Linked DNA regions of Anser cygnoides: regions 2 and 3 are each linked to region 1. A link is a contact called in public Hi-C data. All regions are on one chromosome and are shown on one strand. The core of a region is the stretch at or near the end of the contact, and the rest is flanking DNA. Distances in the headings are between cores, read along the strand shown. Region 1 holds the start of HBP1 (HMG-box transcription factor 1). Region 2 holds the start of CCDC71L (coiled-coil domain containing 71 like). Region 3 holds the start of PIK3CG (phosphatidylinositol-4,5-bisphosphate 3-kinase catalytic subunit gamma).

What was found. Hi-C and Micro-C count contacts between places; a contact is called where the count stands out from the background.
Region 2: a contact with region 1 is called in a Hi-C map of liver, with 10 times the contacts expected there. The contact joins the promoter of CCDC71L here to the promoter of HBP1 in region 1. A contact is called at or near these places in 3 of 7 Hi-C or Micro-C datasets (all in liver).
Region 3: a contact with region 1 is called in a Hi-C map of liver, with 2.0 times the contacts expected there. The contact joins the promoter of PIK3CG here to the promoter of HBP1 in region 1. A contact is called at or near these places in 5 of 7 Hi-C or Micro-C datasets (blood, granulosa cells and liver).

Annotation. Positions count from the first base shown.
Region 1 is chr1:15,397,096-15,400,634 of Taihu_goose_T2T_genome, forward strand. It overlaps HBP1 (HMG-box transcription factor 1), which reads left to right and starts at 1,574. Exons shown (of 11, transcript XM_048068499.2): 1 at 1,574-1,661. The coding sequence starts at 1,647.
Region 2 is chr1:15,222,969-15,226,507 of Taihu_goose_T2T_genome, forward strand. CCDC71L (coiled-coil domain containing 71 like) reads right to left here and starts at 1,722. Exons shown (of 1, transcript XM_048068567.2): 1 at 1-1,722. The coding sequence starts at 1,555. The coding sequence ends at 704.
Region 3 is chr1:15,247,497-15,251,035 of Taihu_goose_T2T_genome, forward strand. It overlaps PIK3CG (phosphatidylinositol-4,5-bisphosphate 3-kinase catalytic subunit gamma), which reads left to right and starts at 1,720. Exons shown (of 11, transcript XM_013190757.3): 1 at 1,720-2,242.

The DNA.
Region 1 (3,539 bases), core at 324-2,823:
TAAAGATCTACCAGTTACTTAGGAAAGGCCTTAATTCTAAGCACAGGGAAAACCTGAGCTTGTGGAATGTCGAGTTAGACAGTCGGTATTATAAAAAGCAGTCTAGTTTCTTCATAGTTGAGACTCAACGTTAATTCTCAGATTTTTTTCCAGAGGCCTTTGTTCCAATCGTGGTGTTTTCAAATTGGGAAAATGATCTGTAAAGGGCTGTTTTGTTATGTAATTAAACACCAAAGATTTTTTAGTTAAAGAACTAAAAAAGCTGGGACTGATTTCCTGCTGACTTTGTTGTTAGGTAAACTAGCACATATAAAAAGTGATCACCTCCAATTCGTACTGCAGAAGATAATGGGTGTTTTTAAAAGCGATGTCTCTTCAGTGCCTTACAAATTGGAATGACTTTACTAACAGGCAAACTATTGCTTCCTGGAGAAACTAAATCTCGAAGTGTCCAGAAATCTGCACGCTGTGTGTGCTTTGATACTAAATACAATTCCAGTATGTGATTTTTATTTTTTTTTTATTCCGTTGCATAACCCTTCTGGACGTGTGGTAACGATACAAACAGCATTCCCCCTAGTGGCCACCACCAGCATGTTTCACGGGGCTCAAAGCTCGCAGGGAACTCTAGATCATGAGTCATTATTATTTACACTGGAATAGCTAACTTTTTTTGCTTGCTTGCTTAACCAACTGTTAGCATACCTAAACGTCAGGACTGTTGTAGATACTACATTAAATTGCAACAACAGCTCCAATACTTGATTTAAGGCATCTTTACGTGACTGGGATGGTGTTGAAAGCAGTGCACTAAGTTAATTTTCTCGGGAAGTCCCGAAGTTACAAAGTCTCGTCTATCTCCATGGGTTGTTTTAAACACTATGGTTTATTTCTGAACTGTGCACGGATGTGTCATGAGGTGACGTCCTTTCTGCTGGGGCTGGGCCCCAGGAGGCCATTACTAGGCCATTTGCTGTGTAAACACGGGCACGTCTCCTCAGCCAGCCTGTGGCAGCAAGCCCAGTGGTGCTGTCACAGCAATCCGGGCTGTTAATTTTATTAATTTCACTGTAAACGCAGGGGAGATGTCAGGGGGCAGAGGAACACGAGGGGCTGTGGAGCCGGGTGCCGGCCCTGCGCTGTGGTAACGCACTGGGAGCGCTGTCCCCGCGCCCCCGCCGCGGACAGGCCCTGAGGGGCCCGGCGGCCATCTCGGGGCCCGGCGCGGCGCGGGCGGCCGGCGGCGCGGTACACGTGTCCCTCAGCCCCTTGTTTACTATCGGCCGGGCGCCGCGCGGGGCACCCTGGGGGCTGTCGTTCTTAACTCGCCCAACTTGGTAGGCGGAGGCGGCAGCGAAGACTACAGCTCCCAGAATGCCTCGCAGCGAGGCGAGGATGGATTTAACCAATCGCGGCGCTGCCTGCGCGTGATTGACGCGCGGCTTGGTGCAATCAGCTGTGCAGGATAGTCAAAACATGTCCGCCCTCCGGGCGGATTCCTGATGGGCAGGCCGCTCAGCCAATAGAAATCGGCGACAAGTTGAGCAACGTCGCCTCCAACCAATCAACGACCGAGTCTGGTCAGCACGGGGCGGGACTGCGAAGGGGGGACTCCGCGGGGGGGGGAAGCTGAGGGGAATTCGGTAATGGCGACGGGTCTGGTAAGTGCCTCCAAGTTCGGGGCTGCCGCTGCGGGCGGCCGGCGGGGCTCGGTGGGGGGCGGCTGGGGCCTGCTGGGCTGCGGGGGGGGGGGGTGGCGGCGGCCGCGGACCGCGCTGAGGAGCCTGTGGAGCCCTCTCCTTGGCAGCTGCGGGCGGGCGGCCCGCTGTTGTTTACCCCGCTCCGTCCCTCGGCCGCCCGGCGGCGCCGGGCCGGTTCCGCAGCGCTGGGCTGAGCCCCGCGGGACGCCTCCGCGGCGCCGGCTGCCCTTCGGGGTGCTCCAGCAGCGGCGCCAGGCTGAAAAAGCGCCCGAAGCCCCTTCCCCGGCCCCTTTTCCCCTTCCTCAGGGGCCGGCGGCTCGGCACGGGCTGTGGGAGGGAGGGCGCCCGGCCCCTCGGCGGGGGGGAGGCGGCTGCGCGGGGAGAGGGGCGGTGGGGAAGGGGGGAGAGAAGGGGGAGAGGGGAGAAAGGGGGGGGGGGGGGGGAGCAGCCCCCCCCCGGGCGGGCCGGGCTGTTACGCAGTTGTGAATGAATGGGGCCTTCCGCGCATGCGCGCTGCCGGCGGGGAGTTTATAAACAAGGGCAGCGGCCAGGAGGGGTCACGTGGTGTGTGCGTGGGGGAGGGGGGGGTGCGGAGCGGCTTGGCTGGGTTCGGCAAAGTTCGGCCGGGCTCGGAAAGGCTCGGAGAGGTTCGGCTGGGCTCGGCCCGGTGACGGTCAGCAAAGTTCGGAAGGGCTCGGAAAGGCTCGGCACGGTTCGGCTGGGCTCGGCCCGGTGGCGCTCGGCGGGGCTCGGCTCTCCTCACGAAGCCGTCCCGCCCAGCCCCCCCCGCTCCCCTCCTCACCGAGAATTAATTTACCCTTGGCCCTTCCAAAATGGAAGTAACTCCTCGTAGCTAATGTCTCTTTGTTAATATTGCCTTATTTTCTTCTTAACATGAGAAAGTGACTCGTTTTACAGCGCGGGTCCCCGTTCATAAACCCGTTGGGCTCTGAGGAAAACTTTCTGCCAGCGATCACGGCCCTGCGCAGCGCCCCCACCCCACCAAGCACGTTTCACAACAGTCTCTGAACGTGAAGCTGAACCAAAAAAAGTCCGTGCGAGCTAATTCATGACCGTCCCTTTGACGTTTCAAAACACTGAAAGGCCAAGGCCCAGGCAGGAAGCACACGCTGTTCAAAACAGGCTTTAATTGGGTAGAAAAAAAGAACAGTGAAGTTCGGCACTTTTTTTTTTTTTCCTTTTAATTCATTTGCTTGAGGTTTTTTGGCTCTTACATATGAGTGGCTTTGGTTTAGAAAAGTCCTCGAGACTTGGAAGCACAGTGAATTTGGAAGCACGATTAATTTCTGAAGTGGAGCAGGCAGCTTTCCTGTCACGCCCAGCGTGCTGTCCCTGTACCTTATCGCTGACCTTCGCTGTGTCGTGGTGCCAGCACAGGTATTTTCAAACCTGGCAGGCCCCAAGGAGAGGGTTACGTTCCCGAAACAAATCAGCTCCTTTGTTTTGGCAGGAGGAGGAGAAAGGAAGGGAGAAAAAATAGAAGGAAAACCAAGGCAGATGTTGGGGGCGGGGGGGAAGGACACGGACAAGCCAGAAAAACAAGGAGTGGCTTTGTAGAGCTGATTACTTGGAGATGATCGGCGAGGTCCTGGCCTGCGTTACTGAGGTCTGCTTTTTCTGTGCAGAAATGCCTTTCCACTCTGCTGGTATTCTGTATTTTTACCGGTGGATGATAGAAGAACAAACTGCAGTAGAGATGCTGCTTAGAGGTGAAACACACAAACCATTGCTAGTTTATTGGAACACACTCTCATTTCTTTTACCTCCCTCCTCCACCTCTTTCAAATCAGAATTGTACCATTGTGGCTTCACAGTAGT
Region 2 (3,539 bases), core at 472-2,971, 170 kb before region 1:
ATACTTAGTTCAACTAGAAAACTTTAAAAATGACTTTAGATACAAAAGTGTAACAATTATACTGCGCAATACATCTTTATATATCACTAAGCCCATGAAATTAAAAAAGTTTTTTTTTTTTTTTGCACCATCAAGAACAGCCACAAGTCCTGAACCTCCATTCTTTACGCATCCTTGATCAGAGTAAACTGAAACTTGGGAATGCTTGGGATTCAAAATACCCTGAGCACATACTAGTGCAACACCACAAAGCATACATAATCCATCGGAAAACGGGGAGGGGGGGGGGGGCAACAGCGAGAATCGGATGGTGCTTTATTATACAAGCATGAAAGAAAAGTTCCTTTGGAAAATAACTTCTTGGGTGGACTTCTGGACCAGTGAGGTAGCCCGAAGGGGGAGAAGTGGAAGCGGAACTTGGTCCCCACGCGCGGTGCCCGCAGCCGGGCCCCGGCGCCCCCCGCGGGGACGAGGCCGGGGCCCTGCAGGCTGCCCCCGGTGCGGCCGGGGGGGGGGGGGGGAGGAGGGTGTCGTCGTGGGGGTCCCGGCGCCCCGTCCCGAGTCCGAGCGAGCCGTAAAGTGCAGCAGAAGAACATGATCCAGACGAAAGCAATGTAAACAGGTGACTGATATCGGTCCCTTTGTCCGCGCCGCGGCGGAGCGGAGCGGAGGCGGCGGGCAGAGCCGGGCGGCGGCCGCGGCCTCACGACGGCGCCACGGGCAGGCGGCGCACCCGCACCACGGGGGCCAGGTCCACGCCGAGGATCCGCTGTGCCCGGCGCAGCGCCGCCGCCAGGCTCCGCCGGCTCCACACGCTGCCCCGCACCCGGATGGTGGGGAAGGTGGTGAGGCGGGGGGTGGCCGCCTGCCAGATCTCCTCCAGCGACTTGCCGCCGAAGGGCGCCCAAGCGGGCCCCTCCGCCGGGGTGCCCCCCGTGCTGTCCTCCTCCTCCTCCTCCTGCTCCTCCTCGCCCGGAGGCACCGGCACCGCCGCCGCCGCTGGGCGCTGCCACCCCCGTCCCCTCCTGCGTCGCCGCCGCCGCCGCCGCCGCTTGGCGCTGCCACCCGCGGCCACGGCCCGGCGCTTGGCGGCGGCGGAGGCCGGGAGGCGCCGCTTGCCGGGGCGGCGGCGGGGCCGCTCGGAGGAGGGCGGCGGCGGGTCGGGGACGACGGCGCGGCAGGAGGCGTAGCCGTAGACGTCCTTGCTGCGGAGGATGACCGGGGAGAACTCGTGCTTGAGGCTGCAGAGGAAGTTCCACAGCTCCGAGTCGGAGCTCATGAACTCCGTGGACTTGGGCATGAAGAGCTTGAGGGCGTCGCTCAGCGCCTTGGTGCCGGCGAAGGAGACCTGCGACCGCGAGTACACAACTTTCTCCGCCTCCCCTTGCAGCCCCCAAGCGGCCGCCGCCGCTCCGCCATCGGCTGCTGCTGCCCCCGCTGCCTCCGCCGCCGCCGCCTCCTCCGCCGCCCGGGCCCCCTCTGCGGCGCTCCCCGCTTCTTGGTTCATCCTCCCGGCTCCTCTCTCCAGCGCCGCCTGCTTCCTACTGCGGGTCATGGAGGCGGAGGGGCAAGGAAAGGGGGGCGAAAAGGAGGCGCGGAGAAGGCAAGAGGACGGGCGCCACTCAGCCAGCCGCCGCCGGGCGCCCGCCGCTCCGCCGCCGCCCGCTCGCCGGGTGGGAGCGACGATCGATCGCGGCCGCCCCAGCACAAAATGGCGCTTTAAAGTCCCAGGCGGGGACTGCGCTCCGGCCCGCCCTCCCTCCGCGCCCGGCGGTTGGCCCGTTTGAAACGCGTCGCGGCGGGCCGAAACACCGCCCTCCGCCCGCTGCAGGCGGCCCTCGGGGGGGTCCGAGGCCTCCCTGTGGGGGGACCGAGCTGGAGGCGTCCGGGAGGGCTGCCGGGGGACTTCACCCCCGAGGGCAGAACCCGCCCGGGGGCGGTGGCGGCCCCCTGGGACTGTGTGTTCCCTGAGGGACTGCCCCGGGGCACGGGCGGGTTCCTCGTGCCGCCATGTGCCGCCATGTGCCCAGTTGGCGGCCCCTTGCTTCCCTCAGGGGACAGCTCCCGGCAGCTTCGTGCTCGGAGGCTGGGCTGCCCTGCTCGTGGTCGGCCAGCGGTGGTGGCGGGGTCTGGTGGGCCTCACGCGACCTCTGTGCCGTGTGCCGCAAGAGAGAGGCTCTGCACCCAAGGGTTAGAGGCTTCGAAGCTTGTCCCAGAGCTTGAACAAAGGCTGAGTAAAACAACAAAACAGAATAGAATCTCGTAGTTGAGTTGAAAGGGCCAGACAGTGATCATCAAGTCCAACTGCATGACCACTTCTGGGCTAAACAAATGTTGAAGTGTGTTGTTGGGGGCATTATCCAAATGCCTTTTGAGCACTGACAGGCACGGAGCATCAACCAACTCTTCAGGAAGCCTATTCCTGTGTGTGACCATCCTGAAAGTAACATCTTCCCAACATCCAGCCTGACTCAAAATGGGTGAACAGGCATGATACAATGACGTCCACCATGCAACCTTTAAGTACAACCATCCTGGTCCTGCAGAAGGGTTTTTTAACATCAACCCATTGGTCAGTACCTCAACAACGGCATCAAGACATTGAAATGTTCACAGCGTCATTGGGATTGGCTTCATATCCCAGCAGTGCAGTCCTGTAAGGAAGTCCAAAAAACCCAGTCCTTGTGTTGGCTGAGCCCTTTATGAGCGTCATCAGCTCAATGAGTCCACACTGCCATTTTGTCCTGCATGACACTGCTATGCTTGCAGCTTTACAGGACAACTTTGTCAGCTGCCATGAGCCCTCTTGTCTCTCTAGACGGTGCTTTCGAATAATTCAGAGATTGCTGTCATGGGAAGAGTGTCTTGTCAGGTTCTCGGATTATTTCAATTAAATCAAAGCTTCCCAGCACCCAGAACAGCAAAGTGTCGGCAAGAGCTGAGGTGGTTTAACCTTCCCTACAAACCCTACTTGGGGTTTGATTAGGCTCCTAACTAATTACTTTCTCTCAGCGTCAGTAAAGGCTGACGAATAACATTATTTTTCTTCATATGCAGTCTTTGTTCTGTAATTAATCTTTCAGTTTAGAATAGGGAAATCTTTTATTCTCAACTCATCCCTAAATTGGAATGTCTAGGAAGCTACTCAAATAAGAGGCAGAAATTATGCATAAGAAATTATTTCCTACTGCCAGTGGAAATAAGTGAATTTTCTTCACAGTATAAATTGGCTTGTGTTCATGGGAAATTCAAGAATATTAATCCAAATAACCACATTAAGTATTACCAAAACTGTTTTAAGTCTTCATGGGGACAATCTTGAGGTTTAGCCGTATTCCAAATCAGCTTTATAAATGATCTGTTTTTTAAAAACGCCCTTTCCCCAAATGATGGTGTTAGTACAGTTTTTAATTAGATTCAATTTCACAGCACACTTCAGAGCACGGTGGTGCAGGCAGATTGCTTTACCTGAGGAAGGTATCCTATAACACAGAGGATAAAAACCCGTAGCTGGAAGCCTTATTGCCAGGCATCTCCTG
Region 3 (3,539 bases), core at 470-2,969, 150 kb before region 1:
GATGTTTGACTGTGCAGAGGACACAAAAGATACCATCTTACATTTTTTCCAGCCTCCAAAACTCCCATTAAAGATCATGACAGCAATTGCTTGTCATATTTTTATTACAGCTGAAAGATAAAGGAAATAATTGCATTTTGACTGCACCCCACAAGATTATATTAGCAAAATGATTGCTTCTTTGCATGACTAATTTTGATTAAATCAGCTTCATTTAAATACCAAATTGTATTCTTCACCTTCCTTCATTAAGCTATGGTATTTCTGAATGTTTAGAGCTCCATTTTTATATGGTAAAATGTGCATTTCAATGTATTGTACAGGCTGTCATTCAATGAAAAAATGGAAAGTGACAGATTATGGAAAGGGGTTAAAGTCACATTTGGAAATCAACAGGAATAAAATAATGTTAAAATATATATTTCTAAAGACTATGCAACCTATAAAGAGAGCACGCTTGGTAACAGGAAAGCCCGTACTTGCCACAAAGGGCAGTAAGTGTGCTGCTTATATAGGAGCTGAAAATTAACTGAAAAAAAAAAAATTATTAAGCTTCTAAATCCTGAAATGACAAAGATTTTCAGTTTTTCTATAACACCTTACAAAATATTTTACCTCCTTTTCTCAAATAGAATATAGACAATAATTTATTCTTTCATTGCAAATAGCATTATGTTGATTTATAGCTATTTAAAAATATTTTATACAATTCTGGCTGAAGTGACACATGAAACGTGTCATTTGCTCAGGCTGTAAATTATTCCCTCTGTATTTGTCTTTTGACAAATGAAGGTCTTTTTTATTCATCTGCTTAAATCTCCATATGTTTGTGCATCGCCAAATAAAGTCCATGGATTTTAACAGGATTAGTAGCCAAACTGGCTGTATTTCTGTTCCTGGAGTGATCCATCTGGGGACCCAGCCAACAACAACAAAAAAGAGGCTTCCTATTTGATAAGGTTTTCTAATCTATTTTAAAGCATTCAGCAATACACGTGCTGTGCAAAGCTGAACTTCTCTGACAAATATTACCAATTGTACCAGGAAAACCAAGCACAAAGTCAGTGAATCTTCACCGTGTTTCCCCTGTGCTGCAAGCACGTCATGTGAAGGTTGTTAAAGGTTTTCATTTTGCCTCCAGCTTTGTAAAAAGGGAACTTGAAGCTGAAATAGTTACGCTTTCATTTAGCCACTGTTCAGTGTAACACATTAATTTTGAAACTGCATGTTTATACTATTGTTTCTGAATTACTTTCTGCTTCAGGCTGGTATTACAACTCTTAGTGTTGTCATGCAAATGATTTTTTAAGTCAAAAGAACTCCACTGTTATAACGACAATTATCCAAACTTTTACAATAGCATCTGTACAAGGAACACACAGGAACACACTAGTTATTCCCTTCTGATATTTTTCGCTCTATGGAGGTTAACACAGTGCACACAGAAAATTCAGATTCCCTTTTATAGCCTGTGTGGAAATCTATGGGCTTGTCAAGCACTCCCTGAAGATGTCACCTTCCGTCAGCATGTCGTTCAGGGCAAGCATGTGGGCTGTTTGCCACACAGAGTTCACCTCTGAGTCTCATTGCAAGATCAAGGTCAGAAAAGGTCTCGGTACAACCACTGAAATAATTTTGTTATCCGTTTCAAAGCAGAGGTGAGGAGATACAAATGCTCAGCTCCTTTCAGAGCCGAACAGGCAGCAGCCAGGGGAGCGAACGGGTTGTGACGGGGTGCTGTTTGTTTGAGTTGGAAGTGAACGGTTATGCCTGTGCTGCATTTTGAGTCCTGGCTCTGGAAGGCTGATGAATTAATACTCCTGCTGCGGGCAGCCTTGGCAAGGCCGTAGCTGGAGTACTACGATGTCCAGTTCAGAGCAGCGCCTTCCAAAGCCGATGCGGCCCCTTTGGCAGGAGCCCAGGGGCAGGCTACAGGAATCGCCAGGGGGCTGAGGAAGACGACCAAAAGGCAGAGAGACAGGGTGCGGGGCCTGGAGATGAGAGGCTAGCAGAAAAGCAAGAATCCAGCGCCTTCAAATAAAAAGTAGCTGGAAAAAAAGGAAAAAAAATAAAAAAAGAGGGAGTGTGGGGGGATAAGACAAGTAAGAGGCTAATCCTGCAAAAGTAGACATCTAATCAGACAGCATGAAAGCCTTTCCGAAGGAGAAGGCCACGGAGCAGTGGAGCAGACCACCAGACCACCATCGCCAGGGCTTTTCGAGGACAGCCCAGGCAAGCCCCGGTAAGGACCAGCCTCGTCCTCGCCTCGGTGTGCGGGACGGGACGGGACGGGACGGGACGGGACGGGGAACCCGCAGAGCCCGGGGCCGGGGCCGGGGCCGGGGCCGGGCCGAGCGGGGCGGGGAGGCCCCAGCGCCGGTTCCCTCTTCGTCCGCCGTGTGATTGGCGGCGGCTCCGGAGCTGCCTCCCGCCGGCCATGGAGCCTCCCGCCCGGCCGCCGGCCCGCTCCGCTTCCCGCTGAGAGGAAAGCACCTGCGCGGAGCCCGGCCGCGGCCCCGCCGCTGCGGTGAGTAGCTCCGTCCCGGGGGGCGCCGCCGGACCCTGCCCCAGGCCGGCGCTGCCCGCCGCGGCCGAGCCTCGCAGGGGACCGCCGGGGTCTCGCAGCTCCGCGGCCCGGCCCTGCCCGGCCCCCGGAGGTGGCGGCGGTGGAGGTGGCGGCCGCGGGGTTTGCCCCGCTCGCAGCAGCGGCCCCCGCGGGCGCACGGCGCCGGCCGCCATCTCAGGGCGGGGGCCCCGCTCCGCCCGGGGCCGGGGGAAGGCGCAGCCCCGGGCCGCTGCTCCCCGCCGTGCCGGGGCGCAGGGGAGGCTCCTGGCCCCGAGACCCCCTGCAGAGGGTGTGGGGAGTCGTCAGCCGGCGTCTCAGCCTCCCAGGGAAGGGCTGAGTCAGCCTTAGGTCGGCTGGGGCTTCGCTCGTCGCGGCCTTGGTCGTGGCCCAAAGAGGAGTCACAGGTTTGATGCTAAGCCTGCTAAAAACAGCTGTTCATACGCTGAACCGAGCAGTGCGAGCTGAACGGGGCTGTTCCCGCTGGTCTTAAGATCTTGAGTCAGCTCTGCTGCGACGCAGCTCCTAGACAATAAATAACTGTATTTCCTCATCTGACAAATAAGAATCTCTCGTGTCTACCCGGCTCGTGTATACCATAAAACCTTCCCTGACCAAAAAAATGTCTGAAGGCGTCGCTTAGGGCGTTCAGGAGTTGGATTTCGGTGTAAAAAATCAGATCATGCAGTTAAAGATCGGTATTTGGAAAAATGAGCACAACTTCAAAGGATAGGCTGCATCCTAACAGGGTCACTGCAGGAACCATAGCTGTGGTCTCTGTGCTTTCGGGCTCCGTAAAGTACTGGTTTAAAGCTGGATCACCTGTCACGTACACAGCCAGAACTCTGCCAAACTCCCTATCCAAATTTTTGGAACCAGCTGGAAGCTTTGGTTTGATTTGGGGTATCTATCCCAAGTAGATACCTTTAGAAGAAACCGAAGTGTGCAGAGGTTTGTAGTGCAGATAGGGGGGTCC